Regions from separate parts of the Mus musculus genome. Here regions 1, 2, 4, 5, 6 and 7 are each linked to region 3. Evidence: chromatin contacts called from public HiChIP or PLAC-seq, Micro-C and promoter capture Hi-C data. All regions are on one chromosome and are shown on one strand. Each heading gives the region's core, a stretch centred on a gene start, on an enhancer-like site or on the middle of the called end of the contact. The rest is flanking DNA. Distances are from core to core; before and after follow the strand shown.

Evidence for each region. Promoter capture Hi-C pulls out the DNA fragments that hold promoters and counts their contacts. Hi-C and Micro-C count contacts between places; a contact is called where the count stands out from the background. HiChIP or PLAC-seq counts read pairs in DNA pulled down with a chosen protein or histone mark.
Region 1: a Micro-C map of palatal mesenchyme shows a contact between it and region 3, with 4 times the contacts expected there. The contact joins the enhancer-like site here to the promoter of Arhgap22 in region 3. A contact is called at or near these places in 14 of 39 promoter capture datasets (the 3T3-L1 cell line, 3T3-L1-derived adipocytes, the C10 cell line and 10 more), 2 of 15 datasets of contacts at CTCF or cohesin (embryonic stem cells and stem cell-derived epiblast-like cells), 57 of 484 Hi-C or Micro-C datasets (the 3T3-L1 cell line, B cells, the Ba/F3 cell line and 29 more), 13 of 115 datasets of contacts at active chromatin or transcription factors (SST interneurons, astrocytes, craniofacial prominence and 8 more) and 1 of 9 other capture datasets (embryonic stem cells).
Region 2: a contact with region 3 is called in an H3K4me3 HiChIP or PLAC-seq map of embryonic stem cells, with 4 times the contacts expected there. The contact joins the promoter of Prrxl1 here to the promoter of Arhgap22 in region 3. A contact is called at or near these places in 12 of 39 promoter capture datasets (the 3T3-L1 cell line, 3T3-L1-derived adipocytes, embryonic stem cells and 7 more), 24 of 484 Hi-C or Micro-C datasets (the HL-1 cell line, Sertoli cells, adipose-derived mesenchymal stem cells and 15 more), 13 of 115 datasets of contacts at active chromatin or transcription factors (SST interneurons, VIP interneurons, astrocytes and 9 more) and 3 of 9 other capture datasets (embryonic stem cells, embryonic tail and embryonic trunk).
Region 4: a promoter capture Hi-C map of stem cell-derived epiblast-like cells shows a contact between it and region 3, with 2.4 times the contacts expected there. The contact joins the promoter of Rbp3 here to the promoter of Arhgap22 in region 3. A contact is called at or near these places in 4 of 39 promoter capture datasets (the 3T3-L1 cell line, embryonic stem cells, hippocampal neurons and 1 more).
Region 5: an HNF4G HiChIP or PLAC-seq map of pancreatic cancer cells shows a contact between it and region 3. The contact joins the promoter of Anxa8 here to the promoter of Arhgap22 in region 3. A contact is called at or near these places in 2 of 39 promoter capture datasets (embryonic stem cells and liver), 1 of 484 Hi-C or Micro-C datasets (the G1E-ER4 cell line) and 1 of 115 datasets of contacts at active chromatin or transcription factors (pancreatic cancer cells).
Region 6: a contact with region 3 is called in an H3K4me3 HiChIP or PLAC-seq map of bone marrow-derived macrophages, with 5 times the contacts expected there. The contact joins the promoter of Ercc6 here to the promoter of Arhgap22 in region 3. A contact is called at or near these places in 2 of 39 promoter capture datasets (neural stem cells and pre-B cells), 13 of 484 Hi-C or Micro-C datasets (the 3T3-L1 cell line, the G1E-ER4 cell line, the N1E-115 cell line and 8 more), 8 of 115 datasets of contacts at active chromatin or transcription factors (bone marrow-derived macrophages, craniofacial prominence, embryonic basal ganglia and 5 more) and 1 of 9 other capture datasets (embryonic stem cells).
Region 7: an H3K27ac HiChIP or PLAC-seq map of VIP interneurons shows a contact between it and region 3, with 13 times the contacts expected there. The contact joins the enhancer-like site here to the promoter of Arhgap22 in region 3. A contact is called at or near these places in 5 of 39 promoter capture datasets (the 3T3-L1 cell line, frontonasal cranial neural crest, hippocampal neurons and 2 more), 3 of 484 Hi-C or Micro-C datasets (cortical neurons and nephron progenitors), 5 of 115 datasets of contacts at active chromatin or transcription factors (VIP interneurons, embryonic basal ganglia, embryonic hindbrain and 2 more) and 1 of 9 other capture datasets (embryonic stem cells).

Annotation. Positions count from the first base shown.
Region 1 is chr14:32,530,643-32,534,238 of GRCm38.p6, reverse strand. The region is part of intron 5 of Ercc6 (excision repair cross-complementing rodent repair deficiency, complementation group 6); the gene reads right to left. Among named protein-coding and RNA genes, the nearest start is that of Ercc6, 19 kb to the right of the region's middle. Within about 2 kb of position 1,303, at least 38 of the 459 cell types and tissues checked have an H3K27ac peak or open chromatin away from gene starts, as enhancers often do. A contact at or near this core is called in SST interneurons, cortical neurons, embryonic forebrain and 5 more, where this site is marked.
Region 2 is chr14:32,597,504-32,600,663 of GRCm38.p6, reverse strand. Prrxl1 (paired related homeobox protein-like 1) reads right to left here and starts at 1,256. Exons shown (of 7, transcript NM_001347590.1): 1 at 1,118-1,256; 2 at 600-718. The coding sequence starts at 633.
Region 3 is chr14:33,215,201-33,218,318 of GRCm38.p6, reverse strand. It overlaps Arhgap22 (Rho GTPase activating protein 22), which reads right to left and starts at 1,496. Exons shown (of 11, transcript NM_153800.4): 1 at 1,474-1,496; 2 at 1,208-1,367. The coding sequence starts at 1,259.
Region 4 is chr14:33,951,930-33,955,416 of GRCm38.p6, reverse strand. It overlaps Rbp3 (retinol binding protein 3, interstitial), which reads right to left and starts at 1,414. Exons shown (of 4, transcript NM_015745.3): 1 at 1-1,414. The coding sequence starts at 1,320.
Region 5 is chr14:34,084,583-34,087,662 of GRCm38.p6, reverse strand. Anxa8 (annexin A8) reads right to left here and starts at 1,684. Exons shown (of 12, transcript NM_013473.4): 1 at 1,587-1,684. The coding sequence starts at 1,607. The region is part of intron 1 of A630023A22Rik (RIKEN cDNA A630023A22 gene); the gene reads left to right.
Region 6 is chr14:32,511,847-32,515,064 of GRCm38.p6, reverse strand. Ercc6 (excision repair cross-complementing rodent repair deficiency, complementation group 6) reads right to left here and starts at 1,544. Exons shown (of 21, transcript NM_001081221.2): 1 at 1,466-1,544.
Region 7 is chr14:32,561,806-32,565,144 of GRCm38.p6, reverse strand. It overlaps Ercc6 (excision repair cross-complementing rodent repair deficiency, complementation group 6), which reads right to left. Exons shown (of 21, transcript NM_001081221.2): 12 at 2,494-2,589. Among named protein-coding and RNA genes, the nearest start is that of Prrxl1, 36 kb to the left of the region's middle. Within about 2 kb of position 1,299, at least 2 of the 459 cell types and tissues checked have an H3K27ac peak or open chromatin away from gene starts, as enhancers often do. A contact at or near this core is called in VIP interneurons, where this site is marked.

The sequences.
Region 1 (3,596 bases), core at 54-2,553, 680 kb after region 3:
AACAATAATAAAACTAAGTCTTGTAACAGGTATACTTATTTATACATACTAACCTCAACTGTTAAGCTGCCTTTTACGTGAGATCAATCATCTCATTTGTACAGCTTCTGTAATATCTTCATGGCTCTTCACAAGACTTCTTTTTAAGGTTCTTCCTAGTTCATAGGAACCTTTGCCTGTGGCATGAGAACTGCCCACAGTTACAGGATCCTGCCTGTGGTCTTATGTGTTGTAGTCTTGTCTCCCTTGGCAGGGTACAATTCCCACTCCTGTTTTACAGATGAAACATGATCTCACAGCCACCAGTTGCCAGTCTGATGCTCTAACTTCTTGGCCTATGACTTCCAACTGAGCCGTGAGAGCTGGCTGGCCTTGGACATGTTTTCTGTTGGCAGTGACAGGGTCAGTTTGTGGCCCTGGACGCGTGGTATAGACAGCTTTCAGGAGTTGGTTCTCTTCTTCAGCTGTGGCAAAGACTTGCTCATGGTTTATGCTACTGTGCAGGTAGCGTACCCCAGGCTATCCAGCCTGTGAGCTTCCAGGAGCTTCTCCTGTCTCTACCTCCCATTTCCCTGTGCTAGACCACAGATGTGCAACACCACACAAAGCTTTTCACTTCCAGGAACTAAACTAAGGTCATCAGGTTTGTATGACAAGAGCTAACCCATGGGGCAAACCATCTCCTAGGCCCCTGGACAAACTTTGAGATCACATGTATATCTTATATATTTAAAAAGTACTTCTACAGTGACTGAGGTCACTGGTGTCAGTGTATTCCAGGCACTAACCTAGGCAGTTCATTTATTAACTCCTTTAACAGGATAGATGTTTGACATTTCCCCAGAGAGAGACAAGCTGCGGGCAATGGAGATGTATACCAGACACTAGCCCAGCCCGGCAGGCTCCCCAGGATCCCCCTTCTTGGTTACATTACACTGTCTCTCAGTGGGTGTTTTCCAAACTTCCAGCCAAAGGATCAGTGATGACCTTTATAATGAGGGCAGGCCAAATCTCACACCTTCAACTTCCGTCCTAACATCAGCAGTACACAGAGGCCTTCTGTACAAACATACAGACTTTGGGCCTAGTTAATTCCTATGTGTGAACGTTTTACAAGATTTTATAATAAAGTTTATTTTGAAAAAAATCAGCAATGCTACAGATTGCTTCAGGTTGCAGGGTGACTCCACCCCCATCTTGCATAGGCAAAGTCACAACCCACTGTCACCTGACACCTACAGGCTCTCCCAAGTCACAGAACAGCTGCTTGGCAGTTCTGACTACAGATGATCTGAGCTGAACCATCCCGAGAGACACACTTAACACCAGACAAATCGATGGACACAACTGCCCACACCAACCCACTACCAGGACAAAGTACGCCTATTAACGGGAACTGAGTCAAAACATGAGTATGCCCCTCCCAAACTCCACTGTCCTCACTGCCATGGTCTCTCCACTGTCTTTACACTGCAAAGATCACTGGGCCCAGCACAACATAAGGCTGGAAATGGGGGAAGCACACACCATACAGTCAAATCACTGTGAACAGTGAAACTGTGATTTCCCTGACAGAGACTCTCCCGCAGCAGCACAGTGGTGACTGTCTGATTTTACAAGTGTACCCAGGCAGCAAGCTGTGTGTCTAACACAGTTTGCATTTGTGCCCTGCAATAGGTTTTCTGCTGCAGACAGCTAAGAATCCCTTGCAGATTCGTCTCATTTGCTAAATTGAGATACTCAGTGTTTTACTTTTCTTCTCTCCCTTTTTATGGTCTATCTGGGTGGACTTAATTGGCACATCTGAGCAGATGAAACACCCTCAGTTAGGAGTCCAGATCTCACAGAGTAAATTAAGACTGATGCAGACAATTATGCCCTGAGCCGAGAATAAAAGGTGTGCACAGAGCAGGGAGCGGGATTAGTCTTCATTTGTGTCTTGGTTTTATTATTTCAAAGCCTGCATACTCTCTAAGAAAACATGTTTGGGTTGGGAGGGGGGATTTCTTTTCTCTTTAAAATCTAGATTCCTAAGAAGAAAGTACAAAAGAAAGCTTATTTCCTTGATAAAGAATTAAGCTCCTGGAAACATGTTAAGAACAATCTTCAAACTGTCATATTTAGGTTTCTAGACCATATCTAGATTAAACATTAATCTTATATTTTCAGAAATCAAATTATTAGGGCTTCTAAAAGAGTGTAAATAAATCAATTTAGCTTTTGCTTAAGTATGTACAGTCTAAAATTGCTGACTATCCACTCTGTCCAAGCAAGGATCCATCAGAGGAGCAGAAACGATCCAGCCTAAACTGGATGCTGGCAAAGGAGGAGAAAGAGGCTCCACGACACAATGGCTGGACCCCAGGCAGGGTGGAACTGACACTCCCTACCCCCAGTGGGGAGAGAACCCATGTTGGAGATAGTGCTGTGAGTCCCTGCAGCAGACACAGCTGCCGCTGGACTGCTCACAGCGTCCCCTTCCCACTGCTCATCAGTACCTCAGCCAAGAGAGGGATGGACAATGAGGAGTGCAGTTACTCACACTGTCAGCACACCAGATGCCATCCTTCCTCATACAGTCCTAGAGGACTCTGACCTTCCTAATGAGACTCTTCAATGTTCATCCTAGCTCGCCTGAACCCTTTCAGGGTCTGGCCCTTGGCAGCACAAGGGACAACCTGTTCCTCCTCCATGTGCACAAGCCAAACCTCCATACTAAGCTCCAACTCAGCCAGACTGCAGAAGCCCAGCCAGTGCTCCAGAGGAAGGGAGGACAGAGGGGAGCATCAGCTTCTAGTTGCCTCAGACAACTGAAGACCCACTGTAACCGTTACACAATGAAAGGAGCCTTTATCAGCAATTTCAACTCTAGTTTAGTTACATAAAATAAAAGTAAAAATCAGGCACAAAAAGATAAAAATTTAAAATTACAAGAATGTATTAAAGTGAGTTAAATCTGTTTTTGAGCCATAGTCTCTCATATTTCACTCCAAAATAAACCACCCCTACTGTCTTTTGAGGTAAGAGCTGTTTCCTTTGCTGATAGTGATCAAAGTTTAAGAAGCCATCTCCCTAAACCATTTCCACCTCCCAGATTCCAGGTTTCGGTTGGTTTTAGCCATGAGAGAGGCAGCTACGTGCTGCTTCTTGGCACCACCTTGTGGTCACACATGGACACTGTACTTTCCACCAAACCACAGTGGAATTTCTAACATTTCCCAGCTTCAAGCCTTAGCTCTAGCTCTTAACAGAGAGACCATGGGCAAGTTGATTATAATGTATTTGTGAGGGCCACTATAACCATAACAAGGCAAAAACAAGTATGTATAAACTCAAAGTCAGGAATAATGAAAAATATGTAAGGCTTTCCCATCTTGATATAGCTATGTATCTACAATTATAGATGGGAAGCCTGTACGCCAAACACAAGGATCAACTGGAACCAACTTCTGGCTGAAGCACCAGCATGCAGCGCAGTGCTCCAGATGAAACCAGGCACTTGAAACTGTGGTTTCTGACCTCACTTGTATCTAACTGACAGGAGATGAGGACTGGATGAGGATTATCTGGTTTAGGGTGGAATAGAGAAAGCACTG
Region 2 (3,160 bases), core at 7-2,506, 620 kb after region 3:
TGACGAGCTGGTCATTTGTAGTCAGAAATTCAGTAAATCGCTGAGATGAAACTATTCCTGGACACTCCTGACAGGTAACTATCAGGGAGCTTGCATCCAGGGACAGCTTTGCCGCTAGAAACTGACTTTAAGTTGTCCAGAATTTCGTGTGCGATCCCGGAGCACTCTTGCCAACGCCCAGGGTGAGAGTAGGCCCTTCCTGACACGTAGTGGAGCCCAGGACTCAGAGGGCAGTTCAACTTGCTTTGGTTTTCTGGGATGTTAGCAAAACACCGTGAAAGATTGATGCGGGCCCCCTGGGCGGAGGAGCCCCGATTAGAGGCGTGACACCAGCATCTGTGCTGGGAGGACCAGGCGTCCCTGAGGCACCCATAGCCCGGGGCAGCGCGACCCAGGCGGAGAGGGAGGTGGGAGGCAGGTGGCACCAGGGCGGAGGGATGGAGCTGGATGTAGGGGGGGGCTAAGGGTACCCCTAAACCCTGCCAAGAGGCTGCCACCTTGTGGGGCGAAGACCCCAATACTTATCAACCCTTTTGTGGCCCGGCCCTTTTGGCTAGCTTGGCCTGGCCAAACAGCCCGGGAAAGCGGCGCTTACTCACCCTCTAGCTGTGGCGGACAGTGGAAATAAAACATCGCCGACGGTCGGATGGGCCCTGATGGCTGGACCAGGGCTGGTAGCGGCCTGGCAGACTTGTGCCTGTGCGTGGCTCCGGCCTGGCTGCAAAGCAAACAGCAATAGAGCCTGAGTCTCCTGCCCGCACACCCCGAGGATCACAGGGAGTGCTCCTCCTACTAAGCCCTTCCCGAAGCCCTTGGTCCCCTGGGGCCACCGCGGGGATGGTGGGAGAAGTGGTTGCACCTCCCTTCCCAAGCCACGACCCTACGGTCAGCCTTCGGCATAGGTCCTGCTGCTGGACAACCGCGCCCTCACCAAGCTGGGCACAGTCTGGCTCCTGGTTCTCAGGGGTCCCAACCACAAGCCCTGCACTTGGCCACCGCAGCTGGGTCCGGCGATCGCGCAAGGCCATCTGCAAGCGCAGCAGCTCGGGCCAAAAGCCGGTGAAGTCCCAAGGCCCAGCGCAGGGAGCCGGGGGAGCAGCACGGGAACCCTGCCTACCTCTGCGGGAGGCGGGCGAGAAGGCCGGAGTGCGCTCGCCTCTAGTCCGCACGCGGGGCTCGGCTGGCGGCGGGCGGGGCTTGGCGCTGCTGGCGCCCGCAGGACCAGAGAAGTGACTGGGGAAGTGGCCAGATGTCTTGCTGTCTGTCTACAGCGCGCGCCGCCGCTCAGCACTCGCCTTTATAATCTCACGCATAATTGGCCTTAATCTGATTATTTCCAGCGCTGTCTACAGCGAGTAACTTGGATAGGTCTATTGGGCCTTACAAATGGCCCACGTGGTGTAAAAAAAAAAAAAAATCCGTCACTTCTCAGCAAACATCAGGAATGTTTTTCCCTTTTTTTCTTTTAAACGAAGATAAAAACAACAGCTACCAATATCATCCCCCACCCAAAAGAGATTATGTTTTAAACACTCACCCCAACCCCAGCCCTCTGGGCCCCCTCAGTCTCAACCCTTCTTTCTCTGAGTGAGATTGGATTTGGGCTCGCCCTTGTCAGAGGCCTGGAGACTCCAGGACTGCAAAATTACCAAAGCGCTGCTAATTGTCGCCGCCGGATGGGTTTTGGGGGTACTCTTTGCACACGGCTTCCCTTTCCAAGCGATCGTACAAAAGGAAAGTTTGATTTTGTTCTCAGCAAGGGGTCCCTGAATTTATGTTCGCTTCTCCCTGCAAATGATATGCAGTGGGACCCTTCGCAATTACTTTTAAAATGCATCCGAGGCAGACACTCAGCGGAGAGAGACCGCCCTTCTCTCTGCCTGGGTGAAAATTAAACTCTAAAGTACCGGGTTGAAATTTTCAAGTCAGGGGCGCGGGATTGGATCAAATCACATAAACTGCAAAAAAAGCAAGTCTAATGGCGCATAATTGGTTCTGTAATAGCATTACACCAGGATAATAGCCCGTTACGGCCCCCTGCACTATTAAGTGCTTCCCTGGCGGAAAGCCTTTATGATATTAAAGGGGGAATATAATGATATTTTGGTTATTAAATGCGTGTAATTAATTTATGCACCACTGAAAATAAAGTTGGTATTATGACCCACTCAAGATGCATCAGAAGATGCGAATCAGACAACTGTTGATAAGTTCTGGTGTCTGTGTTCCGTCTAGACTGCCGATTTTATTTTGGGACAATGGCTTCTTGGACAGACTACATAAATTGAATATTTTATAAACATTCTAATGCTGCGTTTGAGAGCCTTGGCGGAGTGGTGGGTCGGGTCCCTGCCCGGCCTGAGATCCACCCTTGATCTTAAAGACACAGAGCTTTGGAAACAAAAGGCCTGGCGGGCCCACTCGTGGACCAGCGACCGGGGCAAGTAGCGCGGAGCTGGAGAACTGAGTGCTGAGGCTCTGGCCGGCCAGTGGACACCCCTGGGAAAACAGCCAGGAAGAAACGCGGCACCGCTCCGGCGGACTCAAGGCTGGGCTGGGCCTCTTGCACTCAAGCGGCCCTTTCTAGGCTCAGCCGCTCCCGGCCGGAATCGGCCCTGCTGGGAGCAAGAAGAGGCTGGAAAATGACTGCTCGGCTCGGAGCGAACAGACCCGCCGCGCCAGCTCTCCTCCAGGGCCACAGACTCCCGCAAGACCAAGCGGCGGGCCCGAGTGGAGAACGTCGGCGAGCCAAGCCGCCCCGTGCGGTGGATGGCGCGACCACCCGGCCAGTACACAGCTTCGAGGCCCGGAGCAGACCCTTTCTCGGTCCCAGGCCACGACGAACTCGCGGGTCCGGCTTCCCTCCAGGTCCGGCTCAGGGAGCATCCCGCTCTCTGCAACTGGTTCCAGGAGCCGAGGGCCCTCTGAGCGCCGGAGTCTGCCGAAAGCCCTCTCCGATGCTCTCCTGCCCTGAGCTTCAGCTTCCCCGGGCGCCTTGCGCACTCTGGGAGTCGAGCGCTGGGGAAGCTAAGTAAGAGGAAGGGTTCCCCGCCAGCTCCGCTCAGCGCGCACTTGCATTATCCGCGGGAGCCTCGGCCCCAGCAACCTAGTACCGACTGCCGCGTTGGCCCCAGAAAACAGAGACATCCAAGCTTCTATC
Region 3 (3,118 bases), core at 247-2,746:
CTCACCTAACACATGCCTGCTCAGGACGACAGAGGCACAGCAGGAGTCTGAGCCCTGTGGCTCTGTTCACTTTTTCCTAGTGCTGGCAGAGACATAAACATGTGCAGGAGCCTGCGTTCCACCTAAGGCTGGCTAAACAGAAGTCTCCAGAGGAAGTTGGCAAGCTTGAGGAGGACTGGGGCCCAGAGGACGTTACTGATGGCATCTATTTCTGGAATCCAGCACTCAGGTCTAACCTACCAAAGACACCACCCAGCTACAAACACAACCAGCTCCTTCCTGCCTGAGGTCCATCCTGTGCACACACATTTAAGTCGGGCAGCTCCAGCAGGGTCTACCACCTCTATGACACAGCACCTGCAAGACCCAGCACCTGCAAGACCCAGCACCTGCAAGACCCAGCACCCGTATGATGCAGCACCTGCAAGGCTCAGCACCCGCAAGACCCAGCACCTGTATGATGCAGCACCTGCAAGACCCAGCACCTGTATGATGCAGCACCTGCAAGACCCAGCACCTGCAAGACCCAGCACCTGTATGATGCAGCACCTGCAAGACCCAGCACCTGCAAGACCCAGCACCTGCAAGACCCAGCACCTGCAAGACCCAGCACCTGTATGACCTTGCACCTTCAGGATCTACACCTGTGTGACCTGGCACCTACACGATTCAGTTCTTGAGGGGCCCAGCATCTTCAGGGAATACCAGACCATCATCTGTCAGTGACTCGAACAGACACTAGTCCCACTGTGACTAGCTGCTGCCTTCCCAGAGCTTCCCGGAGCTATTCAATCATCCTCTCTGCATCTTTCAGTTCACTACCAGGCTGGGTGGCTTCCTGGCACAGACAGAGGAGCCTTGGGATGCCCAGTTCTCCCTGTGGAAGCTCTATCCAGTGTCCAAGCAGTCTGTGGTCATGGTGATCCTCATGGCCGTCAACTGTCATTAGAGTCCCCAGCCATTGGAACCCAGGACCCTTGACACTGGAGCCTGATTTCCAGGCTCACAGAGAGCAGATGCTGGGTCATGGCTGAGTGCTGGCTAACCAACTTGTGCTGAGAGCTGAAGGAAGATTGAGTCCCCACTTCATGGTGCCCACAGCCCGCAAGACCAACGAGGCTCCTTCAGTGTCACCGAGCGACCCCACCCTTAAGCACGAAGTCAAGCACACAGGCAGCCATTCCCCACCATAGAGCCAAATCCTTACTGAAGTATCTGGCAGCGAAGGTTCTTCTTTTGCTGGAAGCCGTCGGCAGCATTGCTAGGCTGGCAGTGTGCAGATTTCTCCTGTGTCTTCTCTGGAAGGCAGCAGCCACATCCTCAGGCAGACAAGCTAATTCCCAGTTTCAGTAGCAGGCGATCAGCATCTATAGTAGAGAAATATATTTAGAACGCTCTTTCCAGGCATTTGCCTGGATTTCAAACACGAACAAAGCCTGCTGTGAGGGACAAGTTTCTCTGTGGAGCATGTACCTTGGGGATCTGAGAGCAGACTTGGGGAAGTCAGAGTATCAGTTCCTCAAATCTGTAAAATGGGACCAGCAGTGACAACTGCGTCTCAGAGGGAGAAGATGCCAGATTCATCAGCGGAAGCAAGGGCTCGGTGAGCCAAGGGCTCTAGCTACTAGATTTGATATTTTTCGCCCCCAAGGGAACAACATGGAGCTAAGTAAGGGACCGTGCAAATTGCTCTGAGCATGCTGGCTGGTTCCTGGCTCACACTTTGGCTTGTGGTCCAAGTGCTGGGGTAGACCCCAGGAAAGCTCTGTCACATCCTTAGGGTACCACTTCTCCATTCTATTTTTGGAAATGTGTCATCATTACATCATTTACAGTTGTGGAAAATGGGTACAAACGAACAAACAAATAGACAAAGCTTGCTTATAACTAGCCAAGTGGTATTTCTGCCGCCGTGAACATCATTCACACAGCAGCAGTCCTAGCGACCTAAAATAAAGCCAGGCTCTGAGATGGCAGGCACACTGTCACCTGTCTTTAGGACATATGATACCATTTGCAGATGGAGCCCAGAATGCTCTTCCCCTACCTACCCTGTCTCCAGTGTGCTAGTCTCTACAAGCTGAGCTTGTATGAAGCCTGAAGTTACCGGTAGATCCTTCCAACCTGGGCAGGAGGAGGCAGAAGGAGGCAGGAGGAGGAGGAGATAGAGATGCGGGCTGAAATCGGTCCATCACTGCCACAGAGAACAGAAGCTTGGGGCTATGGACTAGTGCCTGGTATTCTGTGGGTCCTGCTGGGGCAAAATGCTTCTGGTTCACACTTTAGCATGTGGGTATAGTTCCTGTCACTGACTGGTCCCCAGGGAGTGATGGGACAGCACCTGGAATGGAGAAGGCAGACTGCCTTTGGAATAGCAGAGAGAATGAAGCGGTCACTAAGCCCTAAATCTTCAAGGGCCTAAGCCCAAGATATTGGCATGACCTGGGACCCAGGAGCACAGATGGCCTTGAACACACAGCTGAGCTGGGAGTCTCCAGGGAAGTGATGGAGCTGGAGCCAGGAAATGAGGACCCTGGAGTTGGTACAGACCTCAGAGACCCTGAGGGATTTGGGAGTGACACCTTCAGTCTCTCCTGGAAGAGTGCACAGTTTGGAAGCATAGGTGGACGGGGGTAAGGCTCTGAGGGTGGGGGCACCCCACACCCACTGTAGCAAGCCTTAAGAATGAATGCTCTGGGTTCACACTGTAGGTCCAGTCCCTAGCAGGACACAAAGCCAGGTAGGCGTGTAGTATGCCTGTAAACCCAGCAATCAGGAGGTGGGGGCAGAGACTCAGAAGTTCAAGGTTACCCTCAGCTATATAGTGAGTTCAAGGCCAGCCTGTGCTACATGAGAGCCTGTTTACAAAACAGAAGTCTAACGTTAAAGTTGAATTCAGGAATACAAGGGCACACATTGGCTCCTTTAGGGGGAACAGTCTCATAATTGGTGGCAGACAGCTGGATCTAGCAGGTTGACATGTCAATCAAGTCTGGGTTTCCTTGCAGTTCTGTTTGCTTCTAGGGTGTTTCCTCTTCCCTCTCTTCCTCCTTCCTCTCCTTCTCCCTCTTCTTCACCCTTCACCCTTCCTCCTTTCTCCTCCCCCTCCTCCCCTTCT
Region 4 (3,487 bases), core at 165-2,664, 740 kb before region 3:
CAGGTAGCCCACATTGCCCGGCAGCACGGACACCTGAAACACAGAGTCCACCAGGGCCCTCCGGGCATCTTCTTCCGTGGGCACCTCGGGGGTGGCTGCTGGGGACTCATTAGGCCCAGTCTCAGGTCTTGAGGAGGAGTCTCTGGGTCCGGTGGCCCTCACCAGGAGCCTGGGATCCTCCGACACAGCCTGCAAGCCAGCATTGAGCTTTGTCACCAGGTCCTCTTCAGAGACCACAGCTGAGTAGTCCATGCTGGCCAGGTGGTGCAGCAGGCCCGGCACTCGGTCCACTAATGTGTAATAGTCCTGGAGGGCTTCCTGAAGTCGGAGGACAACCCCTGGCAGGGCACGACGCAGGGTGAGGATGGCCAGGGCCTTTTCTAGGGCTTGCTCTGCAGGGGTCCCCACACAAGGCAGCACGCCACTGCCTTCCCATGTCTGGCCACCTCCACCTAGAGGTCCCAGGGACCTGGACACAGGCACTGTGAGGAAGAAGTTGGACTGGCCTATTCTCAGCTTCTGGAGGTCCAGGGCCCCACCCTCCGTCCGCTCGCCCACCACGATGGCGCGCCGCATCTGCTTCAGGATGTAGGCAATGTCCTCTGCGACTCCCCCAGTGTGTCCGCTGGTGAGGACCACCACATCCTTGTCAGCACTGTATCTCTCCCCGAGGACCTCGGGCAAGGTCCAGATCTCTGTGGTGGTGTTGGAGGGCCGATCGTAGACGGTGTCCACGTGCATGACCGTGTTCCCAGGGTGCAAGTAAGAGATGACATAAGGGATCCCAGAGAAGTGGCCGCCAGAGCAGTGCCGGAGATCTAGCACCAAGGAGGAGGTGCTCATGAGCTGCCTCCACACATGGCTCACTAAGAACTCCCCCAGCTCGCTCAGTACCTCTTGGCCAGGGAGGTCGTCCACTCGTAGGTAGCCCACGTTGCCCTCAAGAACCTCATGGCGGATGTTCCTCTGTATCTGGGCCAGCAGTTCTTCTCGGGTGAGGTTGGTGAGCACTGGTGCTTGCTGGGGAGCCTCGAGGGTACTGGGCTCGTAAGAGATGAAGAGTCGTGGGTCACTCAAGGAACTCTGGACTCCAGCTGTCAGCACTTGGGCCAGCGTCTGAGGGTCTGAGATGCCCAGAATCTCGTGACTCTTCATCGCCTGCTCAATGGCTGCTTGCATTCCCATCAGGTTCTCAGGGAAGCAGTAGTTATCCAGGAGGATCTTGGCCATATCCAGTACCAGGCTTGGCTGGAAGAGGTGCGTGGGACCAGCCGGAACCCAGAGCAGTGTGGACAAAACCAGGACCCATTCTCTCATCATTGGGATCCCAGAGCCTTGGCTCCTGGATAAGAGCTCCGTGTGTACAAGGCTGTGGTCCTGCAGCTGCCTCTCTCCCTTGCCCTTCTTAGCAGGCAGACAGAAGGTCTGGGGCTCAATGTGGGAGTTAGATGTGAGGCTTCCAGCTCTGCTAAGCCTTTAATCCTGTCTAATTCAAGCACATGAGCTGGACTCTGAAGAAGAGGCCAGGGTGGTTTGACCCGGAAGGAACATTGCATCTCATCTTGCTGAGCCATGTCTGTGTAGAATAACACAAACAATTGCATTTAGTTTGAGTTCCTGACACATGCGAGGCCCTGTGATATGCTTTCTACACCCACAGTTTTTACTAAAGTCTTGCAAATGAGAATCGTTAATCTACAAATAAATATCGTTTTCCCACTGTGGCTCACCCATGACTCTGGAATTAGGCAGACGCAGTTGGAGGTCTGGTTCTGCTACTGTTTATTCATAGGTTGGGGAAGGTATCTGACTTGTTCTGTAGACTAAGTTATTGGGTAGATTAAACATGAATGCTTTCACAAAGCATTGCGGTGTCTGGAAGTTACTGATGAAGGCTCTATAATGAGTATCATATCTATTTTATCACCAGGGAGTTTAGTAGATAGTTCAACCCACCGTTTCAGATGGGGACAGGTGACGGATAGCGAGAAAAGGCTGCATAGGCCACCACCATCTCAGATACTGGGAAGGCTTAGTCTAGGGCCATTGTCAGCCTCAGGAATTGAAACTTGTTCCTATACCCTTATTATGCTTCTAGGTATAATATAGATGTCAGTACCTCACAACTTTCAAGATGAATGAAAGGTCCGGACACTAGTACAGAGTGTGACAGCGAGAGGGACATGAGATCAATAATTTCAGACCAGATAAGGTTAAGTGATCTAGTGAGCCTCATTCTCTTTGTGAATGGAGACACCCCCCCCAATAGTTAGGGGCTCAGCTTCAGTCCAGTGCTCACCGTGAGAAGTGAGTGGCTCTCTGTGGTCCTAAGTCACACAAAGAATACCTGTCATTCTCATACCCGCAGGGTCACACCTGGGAGCCAGTCCCAGGGAGCATTTTCTGTATGCTACCCTTTTCTCGTGATGTGGACTTCTGCTCATGTCTGACTGGCTCTGGGTATCAAAGAACACTCACCATGGAGCCTGCACTTAGAACTCCTGCTTTGTCCAGGGAGCCTCTTAGTGGACACCTCTCTCTTATTTAGCAGGTATTCTTTAGTTAGCCTGTAGGGGGCGTTGTATAGACGTGGAATAGCAGCTGGTGTGGCCACTTCCTGTTTCCTGGCTTCTTGGGTTCTATCCAGAACAGATGGCTGGGCTTGGTGGACTGCAGGTAGAGTCCCACAGTGACGCAGCAGGCAGCCAGAGAAGGTGGTCTTCGGGTGGGGATGAGAGAGCTTACTCTGTGAGCTGGAAACCTACAAGTCAGTTTCTGGAAGCCATTATCTGACGATGTTTACCAAGTGGTTTAGGAAGGCCAAGGAGGTCAATTAGCTAAAACAAACATATTTTTAGCTCATTAGGATTTGTTTAATACCCAAGTGACATATGGTCTCATCACCCCACTGTTTGCAGCCAATGGAAATGAGGCAGACTTACTGTCAGGATCTGCCTGGGGTGGCACACAGAGGCCTCTGTGGGGTGACTGAGCCTTTTTCAACCTCCACCTGGAAGAATCCAACTCCAGGCACACAGTCAGAGTTTCTCTGTGAGCACGTATCTGTCACTGCTGAAGCCAGGCCAAGCTCTGGACAGGGAGAGGGTGAAGACTACCAGGAAAAATGCTGGTTTTGTATTTGTTTTTATTTTGCCTGTTTTTTTTTTTTTTTTTTTTTTTTTTTTTTTTTTTGGCAACACGTGCCACAAAGGTACCCTCCAAGAATATGAGATAAAAGGTTCTCATGTATACAAATGCATAGAGCTGTCCAGTGTGGGCTGCAAAACTACCTACAACCCTTACCACTGCCTAGGGAACAAGATGCCTTGACTAGGTGACATGTGATCTGGATTATGTTATAGACAGAGGTACATGTGTTAATACACTTGTCTGTATGCCTGCCATCCCACCTGTCCGTACTTTGATGTTGTGTCAGTTCTGTGTTATCCCGAGCTTATCCTTGTCCCGCAGGAAATAAACACAGGAC
Region 5 (3,080 bases), core at 435-2,934, 870 kb before region 3:
GCCAGTGATTCCAGACCATCACACACCCAGGAAAAAGGCAATTCAGGCAATTTTGGATGCTATGTCTAGAACACCGTCTGTCATGGGCATGCAGGATCTGGCATACTTTTGTCTGATCTCTTCACCACAAAGGGGGAACCTGTTTTGAAGACAGGCACTCTCTGTCACTCTTTTGACCTCTCCAGTCCTGTATTTAATCCAACTTTGTACTCAGGGGACATTTGGTCCTCACTGGCAGCCTGGACAGATACAGAAGCCTTGCTGCCCTGAGTCTGCTCTCCCAAGGGTCAGAGATGCTGGATGACTGAGTGCATCCGGACCCAGGCTGCCCAGACCTAAACCCTTACTAGTGTGGCAGCTGTGGTACTGGAGTCTCCATTTCCACCCTTGTGTGTAAAGCCACCCATCCTACAGACTTGCTGTGAGGTTCCAGTGACAGTGGTGAGAGATGCCGACAGGAGTGTCCCCATCCATACAGAAGGTTCTGAGAGTACCAACCAATCCAATCAGGTCCCCAAGAGGATGGCCCCTGCCCCTGCCCTATGGAGTGCAGGGCCTAGAATCAGGCTATTTTGGCCAGCATCTGACTGCAGGAACTGCCCAACACTCAGAGCCCTGCTGTGTGCACCTGCACAAGGCGTATTGCCAGCAGCTGCTGTGAAGCTATGCACAGCCACTGCTCGGGCTGCTTTCTCCTGAGGGTCAGGATGATAGCTCATCTCTTCCTGCCTTCTAGTCTGTCCTATCTGTCCAGAGACGCCCCCCCCCCCTTCCCGGGGCATCTACACCTACAGCTTCTCTCTGGGTGGTGGCACAGCAACAAAGATTTTCCTGAAGCTGGGCCAACTTGGATCTTCTGCCTATAAGGAGCCCGGAGACTGTGCAGAGACTTTGGGCTTTCTCTAGTCTAAGCTGTCCGAGGGACCTGAGCAAGCTACCTGGTGTCCCAGAACCTCAGCTTTTCCCTCTTTGAGTGCCCCAGCTGGGACGAGGAAGGTGCATAGCACATGTAGCCGTGTGCCTGCCCATGAGGTGTTTCGGCTGTACATGTGGGTAGAGGTGGCTCCGTACTGTTTGGAAGTCGAGCTCCAACCCCTTAGCCTGTCATTCAAGTCCCTCGATGTTCCTTCCATCCGGGATCCTCTCCAGACCTAGATCCAACCCATCTGAACATTCAAATGCTCAAACAGGGCAATGTTTTCCAAAGTCAACTTCCTGGGCCCCCTAGCGCCTTTCACACACTGCTACTTCTGCAAGGAGCAGCCTGCTAGAGTCTCTCCAAGCACAAACTCACACATTGCACATATCCACAGAGGCACTAAAGTAGCTTTTCCCCTACAGAAGTCTCCCTCTGGACACTCGAATCCTTTAGCTTTCTCTTTGCAGTTAAAAATTAAAAAAAAAAATGTTCTTGTTTTATTTTTAACTGTCTTACCTTTCAAACCTTAACTTTTCTAAGCGTGGACAGGGTTTTTCTCCCAGTTTCCTCACCGGGACTTGGCCTCGCAGGTTCAGCTTTACTTTTTGTGTCCTCCACACTCCCAACAAGGACTAGGGACCCATCTCCCCAGACCATTTCAACTTACCCAGGCTTTCCACCAGGCCATCCTGTCTGCTGCTTTTCCCAGGGAGATGAAGAAACACTAGTTGGCCTCTGCTCAGTGACTGGACACAGCTACTCCCCGATAGTAGGTGTGGTTGTGTACACAGGTCCAGCCCCACCCAGCCCTCCCTCCCTCCACCTCAGGCTCCGCTTGGCTCTGGGCCCCTCCTGTGACTCCCAGACCCCACCCAGACACTGCCCGGGCCTGCCCTGAGAATGTTTGGGCTGTGGCTGTCACATAGCTTGGAAACTCTGAGGTAGCGTTTGAAAGTAAACATGGCTATAGCTTCTTGAGGTTGGCTAGACCTCAATCACAGAGAGAAGGGACCGGCAGCGCGCAGCCCTTCTGCTTACTGCCATCTTTGCATACTTAGCAGCACAATGAGTTCAGCAAAGGACACAGAAACAGCCACCCCTATTCCCTGGGGTGCACTGTGTCTAAATTCCTCTTTAACCATCTTGTAACGACGGATCCTTGGGTCATGATCACAGTCTTAGGAAGCAGGTATGAGTTCCTGTGCTAGAGGGAACCATTCGCAAGCACCTAGATTATTTGCTTAAATGACAGTTGTTGTGACAACAGAGTGACTGTGTACCAACTCTCATGGGGTGAGAGGCTGCTGCCTCCCATGGGGAGGGGCGGGGTAGGAGATGCTAGTTGCCAAGGGGCAGGAGTACTATTCCCAACTAGCTTCCAAGAAGCTCAATTTTGGGAATTTCCTACTTTTCTTCAACTCTCCCTCAGCACAACTCTTCTTATAGGATCCCTTAACTAAGCTAGCTCCTAGCTAGCTACCTTTCAGTGTGAGGCTGCTGCCTCTGGGAGCATCACCCAGTTCCAGGAAGGCTCCTAAAGCTCTCAGCCCTCATGATGACTTTTAAATCCAAGGAAACCTTGCAGAATGTTTCTTTTTCTTTCTGAAGGGTCAGGTTTTAATGTCCCAGTCTTCAGCCCCAGCCAGTCCTGACAGCCTTGCTTCATTAGGGCCTTCTGTACTGGCTGCCTCAGGCACCAATTCCATGTCCAGTCCAGTTTTAACTGGTCCATGTAGAGGCCTATAGCACAAGCCCAGAACAAGCTGGAAGCCAACACTGCCCTCATACCAGCAGCAGGACCTGCAAGCCACAGTTGCCTGGGTCCCCAGCAGTCTACACACGAGGCTCGACCCTACATTATGTACAGGCTACCCAGCATGAAGAAGCCATAGGCAGTTTCCCGGTCCATGTCACTCTGCATGATGCCAGGAGTCCATTTCAGAACCAGGAGAGAAAGCTGTCTCATATGCCCTGCAGAGGAGTCAAGCATCTCATGATCCAGCTCAGACCCCATTGTGGGGCCACCGAGGTTGCAGAACAGCCTTTTATGAATGGTCCCGTGATGTGAAATGTTCAAAGTTCCCACCCCTGACTCCAGTGTTCTTTGTTCTACAAACAGAGTTGTCATCTCTTTCTTGTGGCGTGGGCAGGGATGGGTAGG
Region 6 (3,218 bases), core at 295-2,794, 700 kb after region 3:
CCCAGTTCCCTCCTCTTGTAACCAGTAGGCCTTGGAGAAAAGTCATTCCTTGGGATGGTCAGAGAAGTGGTAGAACAAAGGAGTAAGAACTGAAAGGGGCCAAGAAGAGCAGCTGAAGTTAACAGCCTGGAGTTCATGGTGGGAGGGGAAGGAGGGCAAAAAGCTGTTTAGCTTCTAGCTATAGCCAGAAGAGAGCTTGCATGTGTGGGCGAGAGAATGCACATGGGGGTTGGGGGGAGTATAATGTAAAGAAGGATTTGATCAAAGCACTAAAGTTTCAGAGGTGAACTAAATCACACACTGACAAAATTACTGACTCAATCAAATGAGGCATGAGGCAGTTCCCCCTAGTCCCCTGGGAGGCCAGGCATTTAAAGAAAAAATGGCTTTAGTATAGATATATACAAGGGCAACTGTGGTGATGGCCATAAAAAGAAGTTACATAACTCGGCAATTAAGAGAGACCTAAGTAAAACTGTGAAGGTAAGGTGTGAGGTGGCCTCTCTGACAAAGTGTCACTCTAAAAGATTAATGAGATTTGATCAAGGTCAAAAGCAGAGTTAGCATCTCGAAATGAGATAATGAATAAAGGCTGGAACTCAGTGAGAACTTTGTAACCAAAATTCAAGAGCTGATTATAGTATTGCTCGCTGTGTAAATCTTTCAGTCGTTCCAGAAACATCTAAAAGTTACAAAGCTAGGAAACCAGACTTGTGACTTGGGTTTTCTACGGCCACAACCAAGCTGGATTAGGGTCTGGAGAGTTATCTGTACATAAGTACGGTGTTGAAGCGAGAAGGGACAAGTTACACGGGTCCGGGGGCGGGGGGTGGGGGGGTATGCTCTTAAATTATATTTCACTGAAATGGCTCTCAAAAAGTTTAAGGATGCGTGACAACAGCAGGACCCAATTAATGCTCGTAAAAGACCAGTTTTGGATAACAGAGAAATAGCAGTGCAGTGCTAATAGGATGAAGTCAGGAGGAAAAAGACGAGAGGGCTCGGAAGAGAAGGACAGCGGTGAAGATGACACCGCGAAGGGTACCGGGTTACAGCACTTACAGCTCTGTCCCTCCCACTCAACTTTGCATCTTACGGAAGGCGCCGGGTATGCACCACCCTGACTCTCCCTCTCAAGGACACCATCATCGTCATCCAGACCCACCAGAGCCCTGTAGGCCCTGCACGCCGGGCCCCATTCACAAACCCAGAAGCAAATGCAAGGGGCTGGTCCGCGCCCCCACTGCCCCGTGCCCTCCGCTCAGGTGAGAGCCGGCGCCACACGTCACTTCCGGTTTCAGGTGCGCCTGCCGGAAGATATCCGGCCCACGGGCGAAGCCGCGGCTCGCTCGGACGGGCTCCGCCGCAGAAGGCTAGACGCCCACGGCGCGGGGCCACAGCCTCATGGAGAGCCCGAGGCGCAAGTACTCTCACCCGGCCTTCTGTCCGGCTGCCGAACACTCACCCAGAACCACGCGGCTGCCCAAACGAATTCTTCGTCGCTACCGCCGCGACGGAGCGTTGAGACAAACCTTAGCGCATGCGCCCTAGGCCTGTGCTAAGCACCGCCTCTGGGGGCGGGCAGGACCAACGGCGCCTGCGCCTTGCTGAGCCGTTTGTAAGCAAGGGTTTGCCACGTGCGTTGACCAAAGGGAGCCGCGCGTGGCCTTTGTCCTGGGCTAGGTTGGACTGTGTGGTCAGTCTGTAGCCATTTGAGCGGCTTGTATCATTCTTGACAAATGTTATCTAGTTTTATGAATTAAAAGATATTAATAAGTTATTTCTCCGTCACCACCGGTGAAATAAGCCAATTTAAACCAGATTATACTAAAGGCAGGTTTATTGGAAGGCGGTTGTCTGTCGAGTTCACTGGCCCCAAGGGTTGAAGTCGCCATTGTGGGGGTGGGGGTCGTGTATGCGTAGAGAGAGAAGGAGAGAGCAAAATGCCTGGATTTTTTTGGGAGGAACCTCTGAGGGAAGGGCAGCCCAGGCCCTGGGCTGGGAAGTTCAGGGTTATGGGGCAGGGTATGCCAGGTAGGGACTGAGACATGGTATGCCAGGTACGGACTGAAGGATGCTGGGAAAACCTGGAGGCTTTGATATGTAAAATACGCATCTCAGTCCCTTGTCCCTGGGTCTGAAACCAAACTTTCTTTCTTTTCTTTTTTTTTTTTTTTTAAATTTGGTTTTTCGAGACAGGGTTTCTCTGTATAGCCCTGGCTGTCCTGGAACTCACTTTGTAGACCAGGCTAGCCTCGAACTCAGAAATCATTTTTAGAGAAAGAAAAGGGAGTCTGCCAATGAGTGACTAGCTAAAGGTGCTCAAATCCTTTGCTTTGACATCCTCACCTCACCGCCTTAGTCATCTGGCACATCTTAAAACCGAAGAGGAAAACGTACCTTTATGACCGCTCACCAACACCACCCCAAGACCTGGGCAGAGCACCTGAGTGCATGTACAACATGCAGGTCTACAACAGATGGCTTAACTACATTAAGTCACTTAATACTTGTTAACTAATATTAACTATCTAAGCCAAGTAGTAACATTCTTTACCCAACCAAGAATCCTGGAGGTGGTCTCGCTTAGGTGAGAATTTACAAAGAAAAAGCCCAGTTTCCCAAGAGGTAGCTGAATTAAACTGGGAACTAATTAGCCCAGAAATGCCAAGAATAGAGAAGGTGGAATTGTCAGGGTCCTTGGCACGAAGTCCAGTGTAAAGGCACAAAACTTTGGGGGGCAGTAGTGAGAGGCTCCTCACTGCCATCCCCAGCAACCCGCCAGTTTATGAAGCAGAGTCAAAAGATTTCATTAAAGACATTTTAATCAGGGCTTAAGCTCAAAGGTTAAGGAAAGGAGGGGCTCTGCGAAGCAAGTGAAACACACATATATTCGTGCTTCTCAGAGAGCCACGACTGTCATAGCATTAGCCAAATAAATATTACATCTCAAGAGATTGCTAAGAATTCTCTGCACACACCACCCCTCCTATTATCCTTCTCCTAGTAAATCAGATTATAAGGTAACTCTGGAGATACCTTGGGTAGAAGTAAAACCAGGCTTGAGCTGACCAGGTGGCCACCAAACCTCAGGACCTGAATCCTGTCTTCAGGACCCACATGGTAGAAGGAGAGAACCAACTCCCACACCTTGTCCTCTGAACTCCAGGCATGAACATTATCTCTGTTCTCCTTCTCCTGGTCTACTCCTCAAGCTT
Region 7 (3,339 bases), core at 50-2,549, 650 kb after region 3:
AAAATATAAGTAAAAAAGAAGAATCATAAATTAAGCTATTTTTCAGGGTATGGTAGATTTAACAAAACAACAGTTGTAGTAACAAAAGATCTGAGCAGTCAGAAACATGGTCAAAGCTCTCCAAGGAGTTATTCCTTCTGTCATCTCTCGTCCTCTCTCTCACCTTGTCCCATGCAGTATAGCACTAACTACTACCCACATGCAACTGCTGCACATAGGTGTGGTAGTCTGAATTGAGATGGACTACAAAAGTAAAACTCATACCTAAGTGTAAATATATAATACAAAAATGAAAGTAAAATCCTCCCCCTTGCCCCAGACATGGTCTTACTATGTAGCCCACTGGCCTGGATCTCACTATGTAGATTAGGATAGCCTCAAACTCACAGAGGTATGCCTACCTCTCTGCCCCTCATTCATTTTCAAATTTTCACTACATATTGAAATACTTTGGGCCTGCAAATGAAACAAAAGATATGATTTTCAGTTCACTTGTTTTTCTTTTAAACATGATTCTAGAAAATCTAAGCCTTTCCTTTTCCATCTAATAGAAAGAGCAGCCTCGATCACCTGCCCTGGAGGCACGTGAGGGAGGCTGAGAGCTGAGGGAATGTAAGTGGTTTTGAATCGCTCATTTGGAAGAAGAAGAGACGGCTCAGCAGTCTAGAGCTCTTGTTGCTCACACAGAGGACTTAGGTTCAGTTCCCAGCACAAATGGTGGTACATATCCATCCATAATTCCAGTTCCAAGAGATCTGATGACCTCCTCTGACCTCCATAGGTATCAAGCGTGCATTGGGTATGTTATGATGAGACTACATACATATAGGCAAAACATTCATATGTATAAAATAAATCTTTTAAAAAATTGGATCCAGAGAGTTGGCTTGACAGTTAAAAGCACTGGTTGTTTTTCCAAAGTACACAGGTTCAAGTCCCACCACCCACATGGCAGCTCACAGCCTTCTAACTCTAGTTCCAGGTGATCTGACAACCTCTTCTGGCTCCATATGCACCAGGCTCACACAAGTGCACAGACACACATACATGCAGCCAAAAGACCCATACACATAACATTTAAAAACAAAGCAAACAAAAAAGAAAGTTCTGAGAAGTGACGAATAGGTCAAAATGATGGATCTGAAAGTCCAGGTGCCTGAGGGTGAGGAGAGCAGGCAGCCACTACACAGCTTGGGGAGGGCAGTGGACTTCTGAACAGACTCAGATGTACATGCTCAGATAGGCAGCGTGAAGACCATGGCTGCCAGGCTCAGCATGCATTGGAGGGCATGAAAGCTTGCACCTGCTAGGGGGAAGGCACAATACCCGAATGCACTGGGCTGCTAAGCCTTGTTCTGAAAACGCTACACAGAACAGCTCGGCCTTTGTCTACTTGGCCCTAGGAAATGTTCATGTCAAGTCAATGAAACTACGTGCAGGGTGTGAGAGAACCTGTAGCTTTAGCCTCTTATCCACCTAGCACACAGACGCACTGAAGACACAGTCATGCTGAATGCTGATGATGCCACTATGGAACAGAGTGTGAAGACATGTTCTCTTTAGTGTGCCACAAACCCTGGCAGGCTGGGCTTTCCTAGCTCTGTGAGCCACGTCACTGGCAGGCCCACTCCTCAGTGTTCTTCTTCCACAGTGTGGGGAATGCAGCAGACCTACAGTGGAGAGGAACAAGCAGTGTCCTCTTACGTAATAAACACCCTCACCTCTGGAAGGGCTGCAGATCCAGTTACGGTTCTCACAAAATGACATCACAAGGGCCACAGAAACACCTCACTGACCCAGTGGCAGCAATGTCCAGCTAAGTAAAATTCAGATGCCCGGCTTCTGGCTCTCATGCCTCACTGGTCCATGATGTTCCTAGACACTGCAATCTCAGCATCACACTCATGCCAGGCGCTGGGGATACTCCACAGTGGGAAGTGTTCTAGAAAGCCAAAACTCTCCTATCTGTGTGACTTACACTGTCTAATAATTTCCAAATTATACAATGAGCAAATAAATTCCTTTCAGGGAAAGTAAGAGTTAGAACCTGAGAAATCTGATCCAGAATTCTGTCCAGTTTCTAAGATGGCAGTGGTCTGCCAGTGTTTACTGGACATGAGGCTCACTGAGAAGCTGATAAAACTTGTGCATCTTGATAACCATGGCCTGATAATCTAATTTTAGTTGTAATTTCTGAGAAAACCCTGCAGTGTACTGGGCACTACTGCCTGCCTTGGGCAGTAGGACTTAGGGTCACATCCCCACCTTGAGTCCAGCTTTCACTCAGAGCTCCCCCTCACACCAGTGACCTTGCTCCTTTCTTTACATCTGCCTCCAGCTGTGGCTGTGACTCAGTAGCCACTCCACAGATAGCAGGTGGGTGAACAACGTGGGCACGAACGAAGCCTGGCACATTCTAGACCTTTCCTGCCCTCCCCCCCACCCCCCTTGATAACAACTTCTTTCTCTCCTCAGGTCTATTCTCTGGCTGACCTGATTTTCTCCATTGAGAATCCTGTAGACTGCTTTAGAATCAATGAAATTCTGGTAGACTTTATGCTGCTCATCAGTTAGACGGCAAAATAAGACCTGTGAGGGAAAAGGAAAGAGTTTTAAAAACTACATTAATTATCAATGATTCCCTTTTCTAAGAAGTTCAATGCGCACAATTTTAACAACAATGATACATCTCTCAGCTAAAGAGAGTTTTCCTTTCTCCATAGCCCTCCACCTCCTAGTTCCAACCCACAACCCAGCAATCCCTCCAGACTAGCCTCCTGCTCACAGGCAGTCTTCTTGGAACCCAGTACACAGGCACACTTCATTTCAACTCAATGTGATGAGAGACTTTCCCCCAGGCCTCTCACCTACACTGTTTGGCTGACTTGGCAGGAACCTTTACCTCACCTAGAACTCCTCCGTTCTAAGGGTTCCTGAGTTTACCAGGCCCAAGGAGCAACTCCCACCCTCCCAGCCCACTGGGGTCAGTTATTCCATGACATCACACTGCCCACTTCGTGCCTTTCGTCCCTTCAAAGTCTACAACCTCCACCTCAAAGCTTGACTTTCTTCACAGCAGCCCTCTACTGTCTGCTCCAAGAAGCATCTCCCCACACACCCTGCCTAGCACCATCTAGAGCCCTGGGCTTCCGAAGCCACTCACCTAGCAGCCATCTTTGTCTCCACATTCAGACAAATAGAAACCAATAAAAACCCAACTTGAAGCTATCAAGATCCACTATCTGTAGGGGTTTGGTTCCCATCCCTAAAACAGCTCTACTTTTGTATCTACTTTATGTAGGTGAACAAAACCAGTCCAGTCCAGGACCTTCAACCTCT